Regions from separate parts of the Sus scrofa genome. Here all the other regions are linked to region 3. A link is a contact called in public HiChIP or PLAC-seq and promoter capture Hi-C data. All regions are on one chromosome and are shown on one strand. The core of a region is the stretch at or near the end of the contact, and the rest is flanking DNA. Distances in the headings are between cores, read along the strand shown. Region 1 holds the start of TMEM115 (transmembrane protein 115). Region 2 holds the start of RASSF1 (ras association domain-containing protein 1). Region 3 holds the start of MANF (mesencephalic astrocyte derived neurotrophic factor). Region 4 holds the start of MAPKAPK3 (mitogen-activated protein kinase-activated protein kinase 3). Region 5 holds the start of HEMK1 (hemK methyltransferase family member 1).

What was found. Promoter capture Hi-C pulls out the DNA fragments that hold promoters and counts their contacts. HiChIP or PLAC-seq counts read pairs in DNA pulled down with a chosen protein or histone mark.
Region 1: a contact with region 3 is called in a promoter capture Hi-C map of liver, with 10 times the contacts expected there. The contact joins the promoter of TMEM115 here to the promoter of MANF in region 3. A contact is called at or near these places in 2 of 5 promoter capture datasets (fetal skeletal muscle and liver), 8 of 47 Hi-C or Micro-C datasets (embryonic fibroblasts, heart right ventricle, liver and 1 more) and 2 of 2 datasets of contacts at active chromatin or transcription factors (alveolar macrophages and skeletal muscle).
Region 2: an H3K27ac HiChIP or PLAC-seq map of alveolar macrophages shows a contact between it and region 3. The contact joins the promoter of RASSF1 here to the promoter of MANF in region 3. A contact is called at or near these places in 1 of 5 promoter capture datasets (liver), 4 of 47 Hi-C or Micro-C datasets (embryonic fibroblasts and liver) and 1 of 2 datasets of contacts at active chromatin or transcription factors (alveolar macrophages).
Region 4: a contact with region 3 is called in an H3K27ac HiChIP or PLAC-seq map of alveolar macrophages. The contact joins the promoter of MAPKAPK3 here to the promoter of MANF in region 3. A contact is called at or near these places in 4 of 5 promoter capture datasets (fetal liver, fetal skeletal muscle, liver and 1 more), 17 of 47 Hi-C or Micro-C datasets (adipocytes, alveolar macrophages, embryonic fibroblasts and 11 more) and 2 of 2 datasets of contacts at active chromatin or transcription factors (alveolar macrophages and skeletal muscle).
Region 5: a contact with region 3 is called in a promoter capture Hi-C map of fetal liver, with 4 times the contacts expected there. The contact joins the promoter of HEMK1 here to the promoter of MANF in region 3. A contact is called at or near these places in 3 of 5 promoter capture datasets (fetal liver, fetal skeletal muscle and liver), 18 of 47 Hi-C or Micro-C datasets (alveolar macrophages, brain, embryonic fibroblasts and 12 more) and 2 of 2 datasets of contacts at active chromatin or transcription factors (alveolar macrophages and skeletal muscle).

What each region holds. Positions count from the first base shown.
Region 1 is chr13:32,841,659-32,844,358 of Sscrofa11.1, reverse strand. TMEM115 (transmembrane protein 115) reads left to right here and starts at 1,437. Exons shown (of 2, transcript XM_003132227.6): 1 at 1,437-2,700. The coding sequence starts at 1,976.
Region 2 is chr13:32,824,036-32,826,735 of Sscrofa11.1, reverse strand. It overlaps RASSF1 (ras association domain-containing protein 1), which reads left to right and starts at 1,250. Exons shown (of 6, transcript XM_021068824.1): 1 at 1,250-1,338. The coding sequence starts at 1,317. It overlaps ZMYND10 (zinc finger MYND domain-containing protein 10), which reads left to right. Exons shown (of 12, transcript XM_021068822.1): 8 at 1-89; 9 at 336-461; 10 at 544-665; 11 at 777-902; 12 at 991-1,338. The coding sequence ends at 1,066.
Region 3 is chr13:33,656,879-33,659,578 of Sscrofa11.1, reverse strand. It overlaps MANF (mesencephalic astrocyte derived neurotrophic factor), which reads right to left and starts at 1,300. Exons shown (of 4, transcript NM_001244655.1): 1 at 1,173-1,300; 2 at 320-447. The coding sequence starts at 1,257. It overlaps DOCK3 (dedicator of cytokinesis protein 3), which reads right to left. Exons shown (of 55, transcript XM_021068838.1): 55 at 2,446-2,700.
Region 4 is chr13:33,096,090-33,098,789 of Sscrofa11.1, reverse strand. It overlaps MAPKAPK3 (mitogen-activated protein kinase-activated protein kinase 3), which reads right to left and starts at 1,382. Exons shown (of 11, transcript NM_001143717.1): 1 at 1,277-1,382; 2 at 726-1,001. The coding sequence starts at 950.
Region 5 is chr13:33,045,748-33,048,447 of Sscrofa11.1, reverse strand. It overlaps HEMK1 (hemK methyltransferase family member 1), which reads right to left and starts at 1,408. Exons shown (of 11, transcript XM_021068829.1): 1 at 1,261-1,408.

The DNA.
Region 1 (2,700 bases), core at 188-2,687, 820 kb after region 3:
GTTGGATACTAGTTTATCCCCATATCCCAGATGAACAAACTGAGACAGGAGAAATCTTTTCTCCCAGATGAGAAGAGCAAGAAACCAGTAAAGTTTTCAGAAAGGAAGTGGCCTATGGCTGGGGGAACTTGGATGGTAAATAAATGAAAGATGGCATTCCAGGCCTTAGTGAAGACACCTTTCCTCACTCCACAAGAGCAGGCCACAGAGCAAAGCCTAACTAGCAACCTCTGGACAGCTCCCATGCTCTGCAGCAGTCCCAAAAATCCTGGAGTAGACTTGTCATATAAAATACTAAACATCCAGTCAAATTTGTTATTTCAGATAATCAACAAATATTTAGTATGTTACCAACACTGCATGGGACAAAGCAATGCTAAAAACTGGGGTCGCGCTTATACTGAAAAAATTGTTTACCTGAAATTCAAATTTAACTGAGTGCCCTCTTGATTTGCTCAATCTGGCAATCCTACACTGGGGCAGCATCCAGTGGGATGCCAAAGATAAAGGACAGCAACACCTTTTGTAACCTGGTAGGCTATGCACAATGGCAGCTGAACTGAGATCAGTGGTGGAAAGGAAGGGATTCTGCACTTCATAAATGTACTTTATTTTACAACTGTTTAAAATGTAACTCAATATAAAAAAAAAAAAATCAATTTGCACAGGACACAACCTGCCTGAAGCCACCATTGCACTGAAGTGGGGGCCCCAGGCCAGCCTGACTCAAGTTTGTGGAGAGACCTCTCTTCATGATGGTCAGCGATTGTCTGTGGTGGGGAGGAGAGCCACTGAGAGTGGCCCAACATCACCCATTTGGGGACTGGAGGCCTTAGTTCAAGTACTGGCTCCACCTCATTTGTAACAAGGGCAGCCAGGGCAACACCCTCACTGAGCGCCCAGAGTAGACTGGCATTTTACAGCCCAGTCCCCTTGGATCCTCACAGTAAGTACAGTCATCATCTCCATTTTCCTGTCCATGAAACTGATCTTCAACAAAGTTCAGGAATTTGGCCAATGTCACACAGCCGCCAAAGAGCAAAGCAAGAATTCCAACCTGAATCAGGCATACAGCAGACCGCCTTAATTCCTGGAGTTCGCGCCCACTGGATCATCCAACATTCTTACCCACATACCTGCCCGCAAGGAGACACCCACCCAGGTGTACAGGCATACACTGAGCCACTCCTCATGGGAAATTCATCAAGTGTGTGACCTGAGGTTGTGCTGCCGCTGGTATTCGCCGCTCTCTCAAGGTTAGCGACGCTAGTGCACCTTCCCCCACGTCCAGAGATCTGGCAGAAACGGTCCTGGGAACTACAACTCCCAAGCACACGCTTTTCTCACCACCAACAGGAACAGCCCGACGCACAGCCTCCTGGGACGTGTTCTACCCGGAATCCTGATTTCCGCTGGTTCCGGCTCCGGCCCAGGACTCCTTATCCCAGCATGCAGTGGAGCCGCAAGGCCGACGCTCAGAGGGCATCCTGCCGCCGCCCGGGGCGCGCAGGCGCAGCGCCCCTGTTTGTCGGCGCTTGAGAAGGGAGGAGGTAGAGTCGAAACCGAGACCCAGGCCGAGGCGGGACTGATCAGACTTGACTCCGGCCCAGAACTAGGCTCCAGTGCCGCGCGGACCGTAGGATCCCAGAGTGGATGGAGGAGATCGAGCCCTAAGATCACGTCCAGACCCGTTGGTGTGGCGTGGGGCCTGCAGGGAGACCAGGCGGGCGTGCAGAAGCTACCCAGGGCCTTCCCTCAGATCCCCTGCTAAGGGCCTAGTCCCCGGTCCGGCGACCAGGCCCGGCTCTGCCGTTTATGACCGGAGTCGACCTGACCGGAAGTGGAGATTTCACCCGGGCCATAGGCCATTGACTAGGCCGGGCCCGGGCCTCCCGTCGGGGCCGGACTTGGACGAGGCCCCGGGGAGGCCCCTAGCCCACTAAACCCTTCCCTCAGGCCGAAGCCAGCTGGGAAGATGCAGCGCGCCTTACCGGGCGCCCGCCAACACTTGGGGGCCATCCTGGCCAGCGCCAGCGTGGTGGTGAAGGCTCTGTGCGTTGCTGTACTATTCCTCTACCTGCTGTCCTTTGCCGTGGACACGAGCTGCCTGGCTGTCACCCCAGGCTATCTCTTTCCACCCAACTTCTGGATCTGGACCCTGGCCACCCATGGGCTGATGGAACAGCATGTGTGGGATGTGGCCATTAGCCTGGCCACAGTGGTGGTAGCTGGACGTTTGCTGGAGCCCCTCTGGGGGGCCTTGGAGCTGCTCATCTTCTTCTCAGTGGTGAACGTATCTGTGGGGCTGCTGGGGGCCTTCGCCTACCTCCTCACCTACATGGCTTCCTTCAACTTGGTGTACCTTTTTACTATCCGCATCCACGGCTCCCTGGGCTTCCTAGGTGGTGTCTTGGTGGCACTCAAGCAAACCATGGGGGACTGTGTGGTGCTCCGAGTGCCCCAGGTTCGTGTCAGTGTGGTGCCCATGCTGCTGTTGGGGCTGCTGTTGCTGCTGCGGCTGGCCACACTACTCCAGAGCCCAGCGCTGGCCTCCTATGGCTTTGGGCTGCTCTCCAGTTGGGTGTATCTTCGCTTCTACCAGCGCCATAGCCGAGGCCGAGGAGACATGGCCGACCACTTTGCTTTCGCCACCTTCTTCCCTGAGATCCTGCAGCCTGTGGTGGGGCTGTTGGCAAACTT
Region 2 (2,700 bases), core at 1-2,500, 830 kb after region 3:
TGTGGATTGCCCTGTACAACCTGCTGCTAAGCCCCGAGGCCCGAGCCCACTATTGCCTCACCAGCTTTGCTAAAGGACAGCTACTCAAGGTAGGAACTCCTCCCATATCAGCCCCACAGCCCCCTAGCCCTGCCCCACCCCACCCCTGTTTATTTTTACCCACCTGCCTCAACCCTAGGCCTCTCTCCAGAACTTGGGCCTCAGGTGACACACACAGAAGCTAATGGGATGTGGGTCCCACGGGCATCCTTAGTCCAACCCAGCCCAGGGTCTCTCTGTTCCTTGACCTTCTGGTCAGCACTGCTTCACACTGGCCTCCCTGGAAACCCTTGCAGCTTCAGGCATTCCTCACAGACACGCTGCTGGACCAGATGCCCAACCTGGCAGACCTGCAGGGTTTCCTAGCCCACCTGGCCCTGGCCGAAGCCCAGCCCCCTAAGAAAGACCTGGTGTTGGAACAGGTAGGCACTAGAAAGTTAGTTGCTCGGGACCACTGCCCACTTTGCCAGCTCCTCCCTGCTACTCTCCATTTCTCTTCCCCAGATCCCAGAAATCTGGGAGCGGCTAGAGCAAGAGAACAAAGGCAAGTGGCAGGCTATTGCCAAGCACCAGCTGCAGCATATATTCAGCACCTCAGAGCAGGACCTGAGGCTGCAAGCACAAAGGTGAGGCCTGCTGGAAGGGGTGGAAGAGATGCAGAAGGCATGGATGTGGGCAGGGCTGCTCCTGTCCCCCCACCCACAGGTCCAGTCAAGTCCTTCTGACCCTTTTCCCAGGTGGGCTGAGACCTACAGACTGGACGTGCTGGAGGCAGTGGCTCCAGAGCGACCCCGCTGTGCTTACTGCAGTGCAGAGGCCTCCAAGCGCTGCTCACGATGCCAGAATGAGTGGTACTGCTGCAGGTGAGGGTATCCTAGGATCTTGGATCCCTAAATCCCACTTCCATACCCCTCACAAACACTGAATCTTTACTGGCCCACTTGCCTGCAGGGAGTGCCAAGTCAAGCACTGGGAAAAACATGGAAAGTCTTGTGTTGTGGCAGCCCAAGGTGACAGAGCCAAGTGAAGGATGCAGCTGCTGAGGGCCAACCACCATGCCATACAATCCACTAGAGTGTACCCCTGAACCTCTGGATCTCGGCCTGGCCTCTGCAAGTGCCCCAGCCTCCCAGATGAGGAAGACAGCAGGAGGGAAGTGCTGCTGACCCATCTTCCCCAGCAAAGCCATCCCCACTTCCTGCCCCACCCGGCTTAGGGTGCAGCCTCAGCAAGCTGGGGAGAGAGGCCCTGGGCGGGGTTGTGGGGGTGAGAACCGGATGTGGGGACCCTCTTCCTTCAGTAAGTAAAGTAAAGCTGGTTTCCATAAAGACGCCTGTTTTCCGCGTGGTCGTCGTGGTTGTTAGGGGGAGGGGAGTAGCTCGAGGGATGAAGGGAGGTAGGAGGGCGGGGACTCCGCGACAGCAGCACCCGTGCAGCGCCCTCCGGGCTCCACTTCTCCTGCGGGAGGGCAGACGCAGCCTGGGTGCTGGGTATCCCTGGCGCCGCGCTCTTTTGCTCTCCCGCCGCTCTGCCTGAACCCCGGAGGCGGCGCCGCATCGGGGGCCCGCCCCGCGGCCCCGCCCGTCGGGAGCTCGCTCGGCGCCCAGAGCCAGCAGGAGTCCCGGCCGGACCGGGACATGTCCGCTGAGCCCGAGCTCATTGAGCTGCGGGAACTGGCACCCGCTCGGTGCGCCGCCCCGGTCCGCACCCGGCTGGAGCGTGCCAACGCGCTGCGCATTGCTCCGGGCACAGCGCGCAACAACGCAAGGCAGCTGGTCCCGGGCCGAGGCCACCGCTTCCAGCCTGCGGGGCCCGCCACGCACACGTGGTGCGACCTCTGTGGTGACTTCATCTGGGGCGTCGTGCGCAAGGGCCTGCAGTGCGCACGTGAGTAGCGCCCGGGGCATTGGCGAGAGTGAAACGGGTGGCCAAGCTGAAGGCCAAGTTGCTACGGAGGGGGTCAGTGGGGACCACAGACCAGGTAGTTTACTTTTGCCAAATAGCCTAAGACAGTGCAGGCAGATGGGTTATAACCTTGATATCTTACAAGCGTGCCACCTGCATATGGGACATAGGCAGCAGTGGTTGCCTGTGAATAACAAGGTGCTGCTTTCAAGTTTAAAAAGTGCCTTGATCCTTCTTGAAAAAGGCTTTGTACCCACCAGTCTTTGAGTTCATATTCCCACACCTGCCCCTTACAAAGATTCACTCACCAAGTCCCCCTCCAGAATTCCTGGGGTGAAGAGAATTTACCCGACAATGGGAGAAGGCCTTGAAAAAGTTAGACCCTTGGGTAGGCCCCCTGCAAGCAAGAGTTTTTGTTGAAGTTCTCCTTGTGGCTCAGCGGTATCTCATCTGACTAGTATCCATGAGGACATGGGTTCGATCCCTGGTCTTGCTCAGTGGGTTAAGGATCCGGCATTGCCATGAGCTGTGGTATACGTCGAAGATGTGGCCTAGATCCTGCATTGCTGTGGCTGTAGTGTAGGCCGGCAGCTGCAGCTCAAATTAGACCCCTAGCCCAGGAACTTCCCTATGCCGTGGGTGCGGCCCTTAAAAAAAAAAATAGGAGCGTCCACACACCAGCTGATGCTTCTGCCCTCCAGGAACCACCAGCAATAAGAGGTTGCTCTCCCCCCTGGCTATACACTTAGTATGCTT
Region 3 (2,700 bases), core at 51-2,550:
CAGAAGAATTCTTGATTATTGCCTAAATCAGCACCTACCCTCTCTACTGTACCATCCTGGCCCATTTTCTTCATGACACTCATCCCACCGCATCATTTGCCTGTCATTTCTCTCCCCGGATACTCCCAGTGCCCACCACACAGTAGGTGTTTAACCAATACTAAGAGGATAACATCACAACTGCAGAATACAGAAAGCACTTCAGTCTTATCTTAGTTCCCTGACAGAACAGGTGACCTGAACAGGCAGGTGGGCAGGGCCTTTTACTGAAAGGCTTGTGAAAGGAAAGGTTCAACACTGGCCAGGGCCAGCTACTCACCAACCGATTCTCTTTGCCTCTGGCTTCACGGCAGAACTTTGTAAGTTCTTTTTCAATAGAGGCTGGTGAGAATGTGACATCTCTGTCTTTGAGGTCCTGATAAAATCTTCCCAGGTAAGAAATACAAACTGGAAAAGAGAAGGAAGGAAGATGATCAGCAATCATGGAGTTGCACCCCAATCCACCAGGAAGGAACTCCATCCGCAATTTTAATAGGTGACACGGAGAGAGGAGTTCTTCCATCACCGGATTTTCTCAGGTGCCCACAGGTAGAAGGAACCGCGCTCCAGTTGCTAAGTCCCCTGGTACACCTGGAGCATGCAAGGAAAGAGCATCACCCAAAGACCCACAAAAGGGCTCCTCCTCGCTTTTTCCATAAAGTTTATGCAGAGACTGAACACGTGTCCTTGAGATGGACCCACTGTGACCTCGCAATTGGACAATTCGAGGCCCAAGAGAAAAAAAGATCCGAATGCTGCTCATTTCCAAATACAACGCCGAATCCCGAGGTGCGGCTTCGCAACCAGACCAGGCGCGGTGCCTACTGCCCGGCCTCAGGACTCCCGACCCGGGCCAGGGCCGCTCCTGGGCGCCTCTGCCCAGTGATGGGAAAGGACCACAACTCCGGCATTATTTAAATTTCTAGCCAAGTTTTCTGTATGATTTAGTCCCAACTTTTTTCTCATCGAACCAATGTTTTTTAGGCCCAGGAAATGTTTTCTAGGCCCGGCATCGGCCCTCCCGGGGCACCCCCGCCCGTTTCTGCCCCAGCATCCTGGCCGCTCCGTGGTTTGGTTGGAGTCAGCGCCGCCGCCAGGCCGGCCACGGCGCGCGGATCCCGACCCCGCCGCACCTTCACAGTCGCCCGGCCGTAGGGCCCGGCTTGCTGGCAGCACGCTCAGAGCCAGCGCCACTGCCAGCCCGTGAGTGAACCACATTCTCCACCACCCGCCGCCGCCACCGCCGCCGCCCGACTGAACCGCGCCCGCTGCGCGGCGCTGTCTCCAGGTCCCGGCCGCGCGCCGTAGCTCCCTATTGGCGGGCGGCCCCCGCACCCTCCCACACACCGCGCCCCCATTGGTCCACGCGCCTCGGAGCCCAGACGGGCCGCTCCACGCTGCCCTTCTCCATTGGCTGGTGGCGTCGCCCGCCCTCGGCCCTAGACAGTTGTCGGCCGCTGATTGAACCAGGGAGGCCCGCCGGAAGCGGCTGCGTCAGCGGCGGAAGCGGTTCGGACCGCCATCTTGGTTAGGGGCAGCGGCTGTGGCTGAGGCGGAGGGCGGGGGATTAGGGTGGCGTTTGGTTGTTGCCCCGCGCCTGTTGAACTGCCCTACAGATTCGGTGTTCTAGGCCTGGCGCCCGCCCAAAAAACCCTACGGACCTTCCCTCCCGGGCCTCAACTCGTGACGCTGGTCAGGGGTTCTGGGGTCAGACTCAACCCAGCAGGGCGGGGAGGGCGGTCGGCTCGGAAGAGGTTTCTTTTTTCGTAGACGATCACGTGGGCAGGGGAACCAGTCTTCGGGGAGCGCCTGCGAGGCCCACTGACCGCATCCAAATTGTCCTAGCCGCTCAGGCTCCTATCTCCTGGTCCAGGGGTGGCCGGAGCCCGCCTCGGACGGCCGACAGGAGGACCCCGGCCGGGGTAGACGGACTCTGGGCCGTCCTGGAGCTGAGAGAGGCGCCCTGGTCAGGGCTTGTTGCTTGCTTTTGGTCAGGTGCATCCAGTCTCACAGTGGGGAGGCCTGGGGCTTCGGAGGTTTGTCCCCGACGCTGGAGAGTCTCCCCCTTTCCTCACTAGCTCCGGAGCCTTGCCCGAGGAGGCTGGCTCGCCTCCTCCAGCTTCCCAGCCGACCGCTCAGGAGGGGCCCTGGCTGCCGAGGGCGCTTCCTTAGGAGGGTTCTGTGGGTCGGCGGACAAGCAGTGGAGGTGGTTTTCTCTTTGCTTCCTCTATATTTTGGTGCAGGGATGGGCTACCTGTCCTTGAAGGCACGACGTGGGAAAGGTTGTTTCTGTGCTCAGGGCAGAAAAGAGATTTCTATGGGACTAAGTGGGGCTTGGAGCCCAGCGACAAGGGTTGGTGGGGGGCACTTGGGCTGCTCCCATTCAGTGAATTCAGTGGGTCAGTATCAGGTATTCATCTTTAATTCACATCACAGCAGTCAAGGGAGTAGGGGAAGGGGGGAAATCAAGTGGCAGATATTTACATCTAAAATTCACATTACTTGTTAGATTTAGAACATGCTACCACAATATATACAGTAAAATACCTTTTGGGACACTAGCACAAAAAAATTTTTTTTTCTTTTAACTTTGCTTTCTGGTACAGGTTAAGACCATTTTAAAGTCACTTCTTTTAAACATAAATACACAAAAGAAATGGT
Region 4 (2,700 bases), core at 133-2,632, 560 kb after region 3:
ATATGACCTAAACCAGAACTACATAGCTAGACCAGCCACCCCCAGGACTCCCTGGATTCCACCTGTATCACTGAGATCTCAGCTAGGCCTATAAGGAGCCTCTGGTGTGATGTGGCTAGCTGGCTGGCTTGCCCTCTGCCCAGGAAACAAGGTGGGTCAGACTTGGATAGGACCTGCCCCTTTCAACATGGGTCTGGTGACTCAGCTGAAGCCCATCAGCAGCTCCTGCCCACAGGTGTGATGGGTGTCATCCTTGCCCACCAGTCAGCCCTGGGAGGCTCCCACCCAGGAGCCCAGGCAGGCAGGGGCCACAGGAGAATGCAGCCCCACTTCAAGCTTTCACAGGGACTCATTCTCAGGTAGAAAGAAACTTAGACCCATTCCAGTCAGAAGAGCTTCTCAGGGAAGGAGCAGCCAAGCTGAATGAAGGCCCTCCTTGGGCCCAGTCAGAAACCCAGAGTCAGGAGCCACTCCTTCCCTGCTTCCGGGTACAGCAGGCTGTACGCATACTGACTCCACCCCCTTGCTCCCTGGCACAGGACACCCTAGGCCTAGCCTCAGTTTCCCCAACTGTAAAGAAGGGAGGACCAGGAGCCTGTCCTTACCGGGTAGTAAGAGGGCGGAAGAAGATGCTGAGCATAAGAAGCTTAACAGAGGCCCCGAGGCCACAGGTCTCTGCTGCTGGGCCCTCTGGGTCACCCACACGGCAGTGAAGGGTCACTGACCTTCAGGGCACATTTCTGCCCAGTGCGCCGATGGAAACATTCCAGCACCTTGCCGTTCACACCCAAGCCCAGCACCTGCTTGGACAACTGGTAGTCGTCGGTCACTGCGTACTTCTTGGGCTCGCGCCGCCCCCCGAGGGCCGGAGCGCCTGCTAAGCAAGTTCCGCAGGGTGCACCTGGCGGGGGCGCAGGGCCCCCCTGATCCTCTGCTGTCTCGACATCCATGGCCCCCGCGGGGCGCTCAGAGGCGGCCCCAGCCTGGCGTGTCCAAGGCCACTTGGGGAAGAAAGGAAGAGTGAGTTCCGCTCAGATTACTTCAATATACCCCAGCCTTGGAGCCCCTGAACCACACTGGGTTTTGGGCCAGGGACAGGGCTGGGAATGCCAGGCGAACTGCTGGAGTGTACGGAGACGCGGCAGGGGGGCGGTGGTCGCGCAGCGGGGCACAGGAGAGTCCCGCCCGGCCACCCATCTAGAAGGGAAAGGGCCGCGAGGTCCCGGGAGTGGGAGGTGGAGGGGGCCCAGGGAAAGTGTACCTGGCGAGGGCGTACCTGGCAGTACACCCGGCTGCAGGGCCGGTAAGAGGTAGGGGCGGCAGTAGCCGGAGCCAGCGGCCGCGGGAGCCCGGAGCGGAGCCGCGCAGCCGTCGGCCCATGTGACCGCCCCCCTCCCCCACGCGTCCCAGACTAGAGGCCGGGCTCGGTCAGCCTTAAAGGGCCAGGAGGCCCTTGGCAGGATTGGGCGGGGCCCGGCGGGGCCCGCCCAGAGCAGCGGCAGCAATAGGGGGCGTGGCTTCTCGAGGGGGCGGAAACCACCGAGGCTCCGCCAGTGGCCCGGTAGACCCCAGCTCTAGAGAGCGAGGTTCTGCGTGGGTTGTTTGAGCCTCGAATTTTACCAGCCACCAAAGAAGTGGCAGCATAGGAAGTCTTGTTTCTCTCGGAGACTCAGGGAGCCCCTTTAGTGGGGTGTTTTCTCTGCACTCTGCCCTGAGACCTTCCAGAATAATTTGTAAAGCTTGCGATTTCCTTAGCGGTGGCCCACCGCCACCTACCTAAAGTACTAATTTTTGCCAACATGCCAAGTGAAATGGAATTTTGTTGTGATTCGCGTCTCTCTAGTTCCTAGTGGTTCTGGCCATCTCTTCCCTACCGTCCATCTCCTGCTCATATTCTCTTGGGATTCAGTATCCTAAGACCAGAAATCCTAAATTCCCATTTGGTCAGATGGATCAACTTTTCATCTTATGGTTTGAGCTTAGGGTGTTGTGTTTTAAAAGTCTTCTCCCACCCCAGTGACAGATATTCTTTTTTTTTTTTCCCCACTGTACAGCAAGGGGGTCAGGTTATCCTTACATGTATACATTACATTTTTCCCCCACCCTTTCTTCTGTTGCAACATGAGTATCTAGACAAAGTTCTCAAAGCTATTCAGCAGGATCTCCTTGTAAATCTATTCTAAGTTGTGTCTGATAAGCCCAATCTCCCGATCCCTCCCACTCCCTCCCCCTCCCATCAGGCAACCACAAGTCTCTTCTCCAAGTCCATGATTTTCTTTTCTGAGATGTTCATTTGTGCTGGATATTAGATTCCAGTTATAAGTGATATCATATGGCATTTGTCTTTGTCTTTCTGGCTCATTTCACTCAGGATGAGATTCTCTAGCTCCATCCATGTTGCTGCAAATGGCATTATGTCATCATTCTTTTTTATGGCTGAGTAGTATTCCATTGTGTATATATACCACACCTTCCGAATCCAATCATCTGTCGATGGACATTTGGGTTGTTTCCATGTCCTGGCTATTGTGAATAGTGCTGCAATGAACATGCGGGTGCATGTGTCTCTTTCAAGTAGAGTTTTGTCCGGATAGATGCCCAAGAGTGGGATTGCGGGGTCATATGGAAGTTCTATGGATAGATTTCTAAGGTATCTCCAAACTGTTCTCCATAGTGGCTGTGCCAGTTTACATTCCCACC
Region 5 (2,700 bases), core at 159-2,658, 610 kb after region 3:
TTTTGCTTTTTAGCGCTGCACCTGTGCATGGAAGTTCCCAGGCTAGGGGTCCAATCAGAGCTACAGCTGTTGGCCTAGGCCCAGAGCCACAGCAATGAGGGATCTGAGCTGTGTCTGTGACCTACACCAGAGCTCACAGCAACACCGGATCCTTAACCCACTGAGCAAGGCCAGGGATCAAACCCGCATCCTTATGGATTCTAGTCGGATTCGTTTCTGCTGCGCCACAACGGGAACTCCAACATTACATGCTCTTAACTAATATTACTAGGAGCAAGAGACCATCTTTGCTTGGGAGCTCTGCTTTTGACATTTTACATGTACTGTCCTTGATTTGTATGCTAAAAATCTGCCCCCTCCAAGAAACCGAGCTCATCCACAAAATCTCTGCTGTAAAACTCCTGACCAGGAGTTCCTGATGTGGCACAGTGGGTTAGGAATCCAACTAAAGTGGCTCTGGTTGCTGCAGAGGCTTGGGTTTGATCCTCAGCCAGGCAGAGTGGGTTAAAGGATCCAGCAGGCCGTAGCTGTGGTGCAGGTTGAAACTAATCAGATTCAATGTCTGGCCCAGGAACTTCCAAATGTCGTGGGTGCAGACATTAAAAAATTAATAATAAATACATATTAAAAAAAAAACTCCTCCCCAAATCCCCCCTGGTTTGGGAAGTTTTGAGGGAATTACTCTGCTGTGTCCCCCTTTGCCCGGAAAAGCAATAAGGCTATTCTTTTCTCCTTCATCCAAAACTCTGCCTCAGAGATTCAATTCAGTGTGGATGCACAAAGGCTGAGTTCTGGTCACACTCCCAATTTAATCCATAGTCCTAATCATCAGCATAAACTCAGCTAAAAAAGTGATAATTTTTGTTAATTTCATATTTAAGTTATCACAAACAAATTTAACTTCAGGTTTAAAATCAGTGGTCTTCTTTCCTCTTACAGAGATCAAGGTTCAAACTAGCCTTAACTGAATACCTGCTAAGTGCCACATCTTCAGAGACAAACAGAGAGGAAAAGGAGACTCGGAGACGGGAAGCAACCTGCCCAAAGCTAGGAACTGTCCCACGTAAGACACAAGTCCTTCGAACTCCAGGAGCGGCTCTGTCTGCCACAGCGCTGCCCAGGAAAAAGCTGAGGCTTGAAATCAAGGGCGCAGCTGCCCCCTCAGGTCCGCACGAAGAGGTCGCCTCTCCGCAAGTCTACCTCTCCATTTGTACAACGGGATAAGGGGAGGAGGGTAGGTCGGGAGAGTGCTGCTCATACCTGCCTGAGTTACCACCCTACTCGCCCTCCAGCCTAAAGAAACTACCGCGGGTTCGGCGCCCGGATGTGAGTAACGCGCGGTGAGCGCCCTCCAAGGCTCTGCTTCCGGGGTTGGAGCGGTTGGGAAAGGGCTCGGGTGGACCCCGCAGTCCAGCTTTAGGGTTCCTAGCGCCTCTAGGTTCCACCTCAGAAGGCGAGGCGGGCCAGTGGGGCAGGATTTGAACGCGACGCCCAAAAACGCCCGCCGGCGCCCCCCGTCAGAAAGTGCTTGGTAGTGTATAGGGTCGTTCCCCGGGGGCCTGGACCAGCCAGTCTTCCTAAAGGTCATAGCAGGGATATGACTCTGGCCTCAGTAACTGCTCCGAGCTGGCGTTTGGCTACCCATCCGTGCGATGTGTAGCCAGCCCAAATGGAGGCGTGTCACCAGCCAGCCCAGGGTTCGAGAATTGGGGCGCGATGCTCAGGAGCGTGGTCTAAAGAAGCCGGCGAGAGAGTAGAGGGGCTCGTGGGAGGGTCCCAGCACTGGGGGCGGGTACTAATTTAAGGAGCGGGACTGGGTGTCCAGGACCTGCGGTCCAGGTGGCGCCTGGGCTCAAGGGCTGCTTTTAACCCTCTAGTTCCCGTTTTAGGGTTTGGAGCAGGGAAACTGGAAGTAGGAGACTAGGATTAGAATCCTGACTCGTCTCGAGGCTTTGTCCAGGTGCCCATCTGTGGGCCTCAGTTGCTTTTATAAAATTCATGGCAGTGTCCTGCAAAATATGGCCTGCCAGTGCCAACCCCTCGCCCCGGAATCTATTGTTACCTACCTCACGGTTAACTAAACTACTATTAAACATGCAGTTTCCCCGAACTCCATCCCAGACCCCTGATCCCCATAAACTCCTTTGAAAACCTGAGGATTAGAAAGTATCTGAAGGCTCCTCTCCAGAGGTGTTCGTGCTCCGGATGGAGGGATGTCTGTGGGCTTGCTTGGTTCCAAGTGCCCAATAATACCACTGCAGTAATAATTCCAACCCGTCTCCAACTTCTCTGAAGATGAATCATTTCTAGACCAGGGTAGGTGTCCTTTACCAAGAGCCCACACACCAGAGCCCACGTGAACAGGAAACTGAGACCGAGGGAGGAGAACATCTTGCTCTAGGTCGCCAAGCTAATGGAGGGTCGATCCAGAGTTCAATATAGGCTCAAGGATCCTAGTCTAGTGCTCTCCCCAAACCTGCGTCCACCTGCGTTTGGGAAGCGCAAGTCTGTCTTGGCGGAGGTGGAGCCCAGGCTAGCCGGAGGCCAGAGTTCTGGCCCCTAGAAAGGGCCCGGCCAAGCATCATCCCCCGCCCAACTCTTGCATAGGCCTCGGGGAGTGAGGAGTGGTCTCCAAGAACCTTGACCCGGCTCCCGCTCCTGCTGGGGGCAGAGCCAGATCCAAGTGACAGGCCAGCGGGC